Linked DNA regions of Gossypium hirsutum: region 1 is linked to region 2. The links are chromatin contacts, called in public Hi-C maps. All regions are on one chromosome and are shown on one strand. Each heading gives the region's core, a stretch centred on a gene start, on an enhancer-like site or on the middle of the called end of the contact. The rest is flanking DNA. Distances are from core to core; before and after follow the strand shown.

Region 1 (3,960 bases), core at 798-3,297, 200 kb after region 2:
TTTTATTTGCCATATCAATTCTTTGTTTGTTATATTTAATTGCAATAATTCATTATTCAAGCTTCTTATTCACTCTAAGATTAATCTCTGATATTTTGGTATAGTTAACAGGATTATAATAACGTACTCAATTTCTTATCAGTTTCCGATCCCTGTGGAGACGATACTTACTTATCACTTTATTACTTGAATGACGTGTACACTTGCACAATTGCATTAGTTATTTTACACACAACAAATGTTATCAGAAACTCTGTATTTACTTTTGACAAATTTTGAGAAAGCCGGATGCTCAACCCAACCCGCTAAGAACTTGAAAGGACGTCTTTTGGACAAATAAGTCTCCGGCAACAAAGACAAGTATAAAGGTCTATGATCAGATGTAAGACACAACAAGTGAGTCAACATTGACTTTGGGAAGGTGAAATTTCATGCAATATTACAAATGGCCTTGTCCAAACGTTCCACCATTCCCCCTCTCTGCCAAGTGAACTGCGATCTCTTGAAACCCAAATCATGCAACTAAGCCGACTCCATAAAATCTCCAAAAAGAGAACACATTTTCCCTACAGTCTGCCCTCATCTCTTCTCATTAGAGGAAAGAATAGCGTTAAAGTCAACAACTGCCATTTATAAAGAATCGTCCATCAGAATCATACTATGCAAAGCCCCTAGGGATGTCTTCTTTTACGACTATCAGGGCTGCCATAAACAAAGGTGGTGAAAAAAGACTGTTTGAAGTTACTCCCAAAAACCTTAACAAGGACAAATTGGGAATGACTTTTGATAATCTCAACACAAAAAGAATCCCTCAAAACAATCCAAATACCACCCGAAAACCGTATTACTTCCACACAATTAGAACGCTGAAACCCGAGCTTCGAGATCATTGAATCGGCTTTTTCACCACTAGCCCTCATTTCTAAAAGGCCAATTAAACTCGGTCTGTGTTAACGGTTATATTCACGAAAAACATTGAGAAACTTCAAATTAGCACAACCCTGACAATTCCAAGATAAAATAGTAAAATTTATAAATAAAATTAAAAAAGTGGAGAAATAACCGACCACTAAGGCAAAACAGATGTACGGTCACCACCATCTTGAATGCCAGACTTAGCTGTTGAGAAAACCATTTCATCACTGAAGACCTTAACCATAGAATTCATGGCTTCCGCTAGTGAAACACGAGAATTATTGGCAAGTTTAAAACGATCCTCTCGTCCACAAATAGTCTTATTCAACGCTTTTCCGGATCGTCCATGTCCACTTTTAATCCGAAAACCTTACCCTTTAGAATAAATACGAGGGCTTTCACAGGCCACACTGTTCCCTCATTGGCTCTTTTTAAAATTTAATTGTGGGTCACTGTTCTCTTTAAAAATCACAGCAGAATCCAATAAATTGGGATTTAAAGTCACAACGGATTCTAAAGAACCTTCGAACATTGGATTAAAATGCAAGATGGGAGTTCCATCAAGTTTTACCAAGCCTGCTCTAGGAGTTTCGGCTGCTCCAAACCCACCGCTTTAGGTTCAACAATTAAATCCTGCTCCTGCTCCAAGCCCGCATCTTTTTGTCCAAAAACTAAATCTCTTTTTCGCTCCAAGCCCGCTGCTTTCTGTCCAGCCCACTCCAGGTGTTGCTGGCCCTTCGCCTGTTCTGGCCCAGCATCCAGGCCCCCTAGCGCTGCAGACCTCACCAAGCCCTATTTACTAATGTCTGTCCCAGGCTAGTAGGCCTCACCGACTTTTTTGGCCCGTTATTGCTTCTCTGGTCCAGCGACAACTTTCCCATGTTTTCCTTCTCCACCGACCCAGCTTTTGATCCCCTCAAAATTGTCTTTTAAGTTTTTAGCAAAATCCCTCCATAGGAAATTAATTCCCAAACTTTCGGATTCTTCACCCTCAAATCTCGTTAAATCAATTTCCAGCGCAGTAAATTTGAAAGTCGTTTGAAATTTTTCCGGGATCTTAGCTTAATGATTCCTATTCCTAGCTTGATTGCGTCGTGATTTACGTTTAACAACCATCTAAGGGTCGAAGGCTTTCCCTGTCTTTGCTGGAGCAGAGCCATTCACCGCCGAATCAGAGGCTACCCCTTGACTGCTAATTGTGATCTTACCTGTCAAAGAAAAAGGACAAACATTTTTCAAATGTCCACAAGAAAAACAAACCACAGGTAGAGCCTCAAACTCTACTCTTTGTATCCTGCCATTAATCAGAACGTGTGAGGTTAACGATTTCTCTAAGTCAATGAACTCCGCCATCCTAGCGAACTGATCCTCGTCCCACTACCTGTTTTAATGTCCATTTTGGCCACTTTCCTGACCAACCCTCCGGTTTCCTCTGATACTCATTTCCTGTACAGAAATCCTGGTAATCCCAAGAATCGGATCTAGGCCAGAACCACACTAGGGAAAGGCCTCAACGGATTAAAATCAATCGTCCACGGCTGAATTGTGAGATAGTGGCCAAAAACCACCCAAGGTCCTTGTGTCAAAACCATCTCGTAATCATCTGTCTTGAAAACGAACCAAGTAGTATTCATTTTCCACATCCATTAATCGAAAGGGCTTAGATGGTTTCCAAAGACTCGAAATTCAGTTGAAAAATACACCATATCCAATATTACCCCCCAACAATTTTACCACCACCGTGGTTTCCATGTCTTTGACCAAAATTTTCTTGATTCTATCAGAGAATCCAATGGCAGGGATACCATAAACAGTGGATCTAAGGATGTCTCCATCTTCAAAATCGAAGTCCCCATCAAAAGTCTCGCTCGGGTTCATGGAGGAGACCAAAGATCTAGAACTTTTTCCCCCAAGCAATTTATCCTTCCACGAAGCCCCACTCACCAGGGCCATGTCCACCAGACTATTTTTTTGGTGGTACGGTCTTCGTTAGAACCATCGCCGTCACTCAGACAATCACCAGACTATTATGACTCTTTTTTACTTTTTTAAATTTGTATAAATTTAGCAAACTATTAAAATTATTTTCTCCTTTTTGAATTATTAAGACTCTTCACTTTTAAAAATTTATATTAAATTGATAATTTTATCAAATCAATTTATACTTGTTTTTTTATATAATTTTTAATTTAATTTAATTATTTTATATTATTTAAGTAAGGTTATAATTAAAAAATTATCTATGCAAATAATTTACTTTCATTTCCACACATTAATCAGACAAGAAATAAAATTTGTTTATCTTTCTTTTATTATTAATTATCCAAATATAGGATTAAATAAGAATATTACTATTGATTATTTATTAATAATTTTTTATTTAAATTTAATCAGTTAAGTTAATACAATATGACGAAAAAAATAAAAAGATCTGATAAAGTATATTGATTTCTCCAAAATTTATTGATCTACGTTGTTTTTGGAGAGAAAAAGGAAAGCACAATCTACAGGGCGTGCTTTTGCTGCCACATCAGTGAAAATGCACTCTGTAGAACGCGTTTTCAGAAGAGAGAATAAAAACATTCTCGGTAGGGCGTGTTTTCCTTCCAATAGTAACTTTTCCAACGGCTATAAGGATTCCAACAACCATAAAATTTCTTATATAAACCCCTCCAAACTTCATTCTTTTCAACCAAATACTAAATCCTCATTCTTCCATCTTATGTTCTCAATCCTCAATTTTTAGTTTTCAATTTTTGATCCTCGATTATTATTTTTTATTATTCTCTTCGATTTTTTTATTCGTTATAATTTTTAAAAGGCAAATCAGCTTATTCGTTTGGATGACAAGCATATTTCCAGTATTCAATTACAAATGGTAAGAAAATTTATTAAATTATTTAATTTTAAATAGTTAATTATTATATTGTTTAGATTATTATTTTTTTATGTTTTACTCAGCTCGAGGATCGGATTTTGGAGACATACATAAACAATCTAAGAGAAGGTGTACTGGATGTCATTTATGGACACTTACGAGATGCA
Region 2 (3,998 bases), core at 771-3,270:
TCATCAACGACAGCCGGGCTCTGACCCTTCACCGCCATATGGAGCACGGTTTGGCCTTTCTTATCTTTGATGCTCACAATGCCTTGATCACAATCTGTAAGAGCTTATACTACATTAGTAAGGCCATACCTTGCAGCCGTATGCAATGCCGTCTTTCCATTTTTACGAACTATCCTAATGCAGCTTGGATCGGCACTCAATATCGCATTTACGACATCTAAATGACTTTTAACAGCTGCAAAATAAAGGGGGCTGGCATTCGTCGAGTCACATAGCTCACAAAGCTCCGGCCAAATTCCCAAAAGTTCCTTCGCCATACCTACAATGCACAAAACACTATATTTGGTCAATCACAATTCAGACACACACCGCGACAAAAAGCAATTAAAATCAAGATTTCCCTATTTCTCTTAAACCTTCCACCAGATGCATGTTTTCATGAAAATGGACCCTCTCCCAATTAAAATCAAGCTGAAATATAAAACCCAGATTGGCAAAACCAAATCATGATTGAGAAATCAGAACCATACCCAAGTTTCCTAACTTAGCAGCAACATGAAAAGAGTTAATATCAGAGTTGGACCTCATCTTTACAACCTCAACATCACAAAACTTGAGCAAGTAGCTGAAAATCTCCTGCAAATTGTTTTCTGCAGCAATGTATAAAGCAGTCTTCCCTGACTCATTTTGTGATGTCACCAGATTAGACACCGTCGATGATCCATTAGACGGTTCATCTTTTGTCAGCTTATCCAACATCTGCTTCACAGACTGAAGCTCCCCAGATTGAACAGCTGCAAAGAAAGACTGCTGAGTGAGGAACCGTAAAGACTTGGACTCCATTAAAGCTGCTTCCTTTTTTGGTTTAGTTGTAAATGATAATAGATCGATCTCTTGAATTTGTTTTTTAAATATGGTTATGGGTTTATCTGATGGATTGAGAAATATAATGGGGGGGGGTATCTGCCATTAACAATCGTGTCTCAGAGTTGACTGTTAAAGAAAAACAACCACCCGGTGTGAGATTATCCAACAAATATGTGGGTATTTTCACCTTTTGGAAATATGGGGTATAGCTTTGTAGTTGAAGTTGTAATGTATTTTTGTATTTGGAGTAATCAGAGTTTAAATGCTGTGAGATTCTAAGAATCCCAATTGTTGCTTTGTTCTGGTGGCTGTGACATCTTTTCACTTTTTGTTTATTTCCTTCTTTGGGTGAGGAATAATGGAGGGATAACTGTAAATTTATTCTCTAAAATTACTTTGTTTTTAATCGTTTTGTTCTTAATGTTTAAAATTCAATTAAATTGGGGACACGAATGTCGCAGCTCGTGTAGCAGTAAACTTGTTTTGTAAAAAATAATTTAACGAAAATTTGATAAATTACAATGCCAAAAATCAATTGTCGAATTTGAGTGGCAAAGCTAGAATGGCAAACTTGTTATTTGTTGTAATTATAATGACAAAAAAAGGAAAGCATCAATATGGACTGAACCCCACACGGAATTGGGAGCAAACCTGTAATCATTGGATTAAGGAGATTGATACATTACGTATGCTTTATTATAACCTAAAAAATTATTCATTAAATGTAATCAAGAGAACCCATATATAAAAGCATTTTTCGTCTAAGTTCAACTGGAATCTAAATTGTCATGCTTCCAATTAAGCCCAACTTCCTAATATTTCAAAAGTGCAAAAAGTATGTATTTTTAAATTATTAAACATTTATAAATATATTATAAATATAAAACGTATTAAAAATAAAAAATAAAAATTTAAAGCTCTAAAAATATTAAAATTTATTCAAAAAAAACTATATACTTTTTCAAAAAAAATATTAAAATATTATAGATTTCTTTTTGAAAAAAAGAATCTAATTTGGTTAACCGTAGCCTCTAATGACACCAAAGCTAAGCAAACATTCATGTCAAGGATCACAAGCCTCTCGAGGCTGGGCACCACATGGACTTCCGTAGGCTGTCATGAAGGAAGTGTTTATAACCATGAGGGTTACTAAAGCAGTGACCTGTTAAAAAAAGGTAGGTTACTACAACACAGGTAGCTTGGGTGAAGTCCACGTGGTGCTAGGCTTCCTGATCGCTTCTACCACTGAGAGGCTTGAGATCCTTAATGACGACCATCACATGCTTAGCTTAGTGTTGTCTAAGGCGATGGTTAACCACATTAGAATAATTTTCAAAATTTTGTTATAATATTTTTAAAAGTTTAGAATTTTTAATATTTTGTAACAATTTAATCATTTTTAAATTTTATAGTATTTTTTTGTTAATTTATTTTTAATTTGGTTGTAATTGGTATTGTTATTAAAGTAGGAGAATATGAGTTTGAGGGCGTTAAAAAATGCGTTTATCCTTCTATTTATGGGTGGAATATTGTATTAAAATTTTAAAGTTTTTAAATAACTTTTCTAAAATTCTATAGTTGTTTAGGTCATTTCAAATTTAGGTTATTTAGAGATTGAATCATATTGAGTTCAATTCTTTTTTTATTAGATTGTTTTCACTTAAATAATTTATTTTATATAGGTGTTGACATATTCATATATTTGTCGTGTTCATTTTATTTAATGATATAACATCTTTTAATAATTATCAATATTTTTTGCATCATGTTTGAGTTGATAATTTGTATAGTTTTATCATAGTAATTCCATTTTTTTACATAAACCCATAATAACTCAAATTATGCTACAAAATAACCAACATGAATCAAATAATGTTTAAAAATGAAACATTATTTATAGAATTTATTTTAAATTTTTAATAGATTTTTATTTTTAACAGGTAAAACTTTAGTTCTCAATATGCATAAATATATATTGTAATCATGACTGAAATTTTTAAAAAATATATTTGCAAGCAAAGCAGACAAAGTGCTAGAAGTAGTGTCAAAGACCAGTGTTAACTGCTTTAGGCATTGAGCATGAACAAGGTAGAAAAACAAAGAACATGCAATATGTTTACACAATTAGGTTTCTTTATGTCTACGAGGCATTACCGAGAGAGATAATCTTCTGTGTTAGCGACACGTACAACAAGTGATTTCAACCTTTAACACTCGCCAGATTAGACTCCTCACTTTTGCACGTAAGATCTAAACAACTCTCCTCTAAGTTTTCCCCTAAAAACTTTGGACATTAACCAAGTAACTCACTTGATTTTTCACTCAATTCACTCAAAAGAAATGTTCCTCAATAAACAAGAATAAGTACTCCAAGTTCAGTACATCACCTATACAAGTTTCCTCAATTTATAAGGAATTGATACTTGATAACATACTATATCAATTAGAATCAATCTTCTTATAAAACTAGTAGGATAACAAGCATAAAGAATATCTTCAATGAGGTCAAATAAGTCTTGAATCTTTAATATATACTTTCAAGTTTCACATGATTTGATCGAATCCCACCAAACTTGGGAAGTCAATTATCTTGATCCAAATCCAAACGATCTCCAAGATATGTTGTTATATGCACTTTGGATATCAAGATGGACTTGCAGTCGTCTAAAGTATTGGCTAGAATCAAAGCCCAAATATTTTTGTTGCAAAAATTTGTCAACTCATACATGGCAAGTTTCTGAGCTGAACAGTGCTAGATACCAATGGCCATTACTATTTGGCACTGCTCAAAAATTGTCTCAACAATCTCTCCCTTTGAAATTTGTTTGAACAAAACCACAATAGGAGAACATACTCAACAAAAGATACAAATGCTCCCCCAAGTTAACTCTCCCTTAATAAATTATACTTTACTAGTAACATAACCAAGCACATTAATCATTAATGCAAAAAGATGAGGATTGCATTAACAACCAAAATACTAAGAATTATATTATAATAAGTAAATTGGAAAAGGGTTCATAAAAATAACCACCAAAGTAAAGGTAATAAAAGTTCACAATTTCAATGTTACAACTTCAAAAAAAAAACTAAAAAGAACTAAAAAGCAATAGCAAAAGCTGTGACAAGAA

Evidence for each region. A called contact is a pair of places that touch in the nucleus more often than the background predicts.
Region 1: a contact with region 2 is called in a Hi-C map of leaf, with 2.7 times the contacts expected there. The contact joins two enhancer-like sites. A contact is called at or near these places in 8 of 34 Hi-C or Micro-C datasets (callus, hypocotyl, leaf and 1 more).

What each region holds. Positions count from the first base shown.
Region 1 is chrD01:44,740,409-44,744,368 of Gossypium_hirsutum_v2.1, forward strand. No RefSeq gene overlaps it. Among protein-coding and RNA genes, the nearest start is that of LOC107921315, 15 kb to the right of the region's middle. Within about 2 kb of position 2,048, at least 9 of the 9 cell types and tissues checked have an H3K27ac peak or open chromatin away from gene starts, as enhancers often do. A contact at or near this core is called in hypocotyl and leaf, where this site is marked.
Region 2 is chrD01:44,538,966-44,542,963 of Gossypium_hirsutum_v2.1, forward strand. It overlaps the pseudogene LOC107922252. Among protein-coding and RNA genes, the nearest start is that of LOC121214067, 4.2 kb to the left of the region's middle. Within about 2 kb of position 2,021, at least 3 of the 9 cell types and tissues checked have an H3K27ac peak or open chromatin away from gene starts, as enhancers often do. A contact at or near this core is called in hypocotyl and leaf, where this site is marked.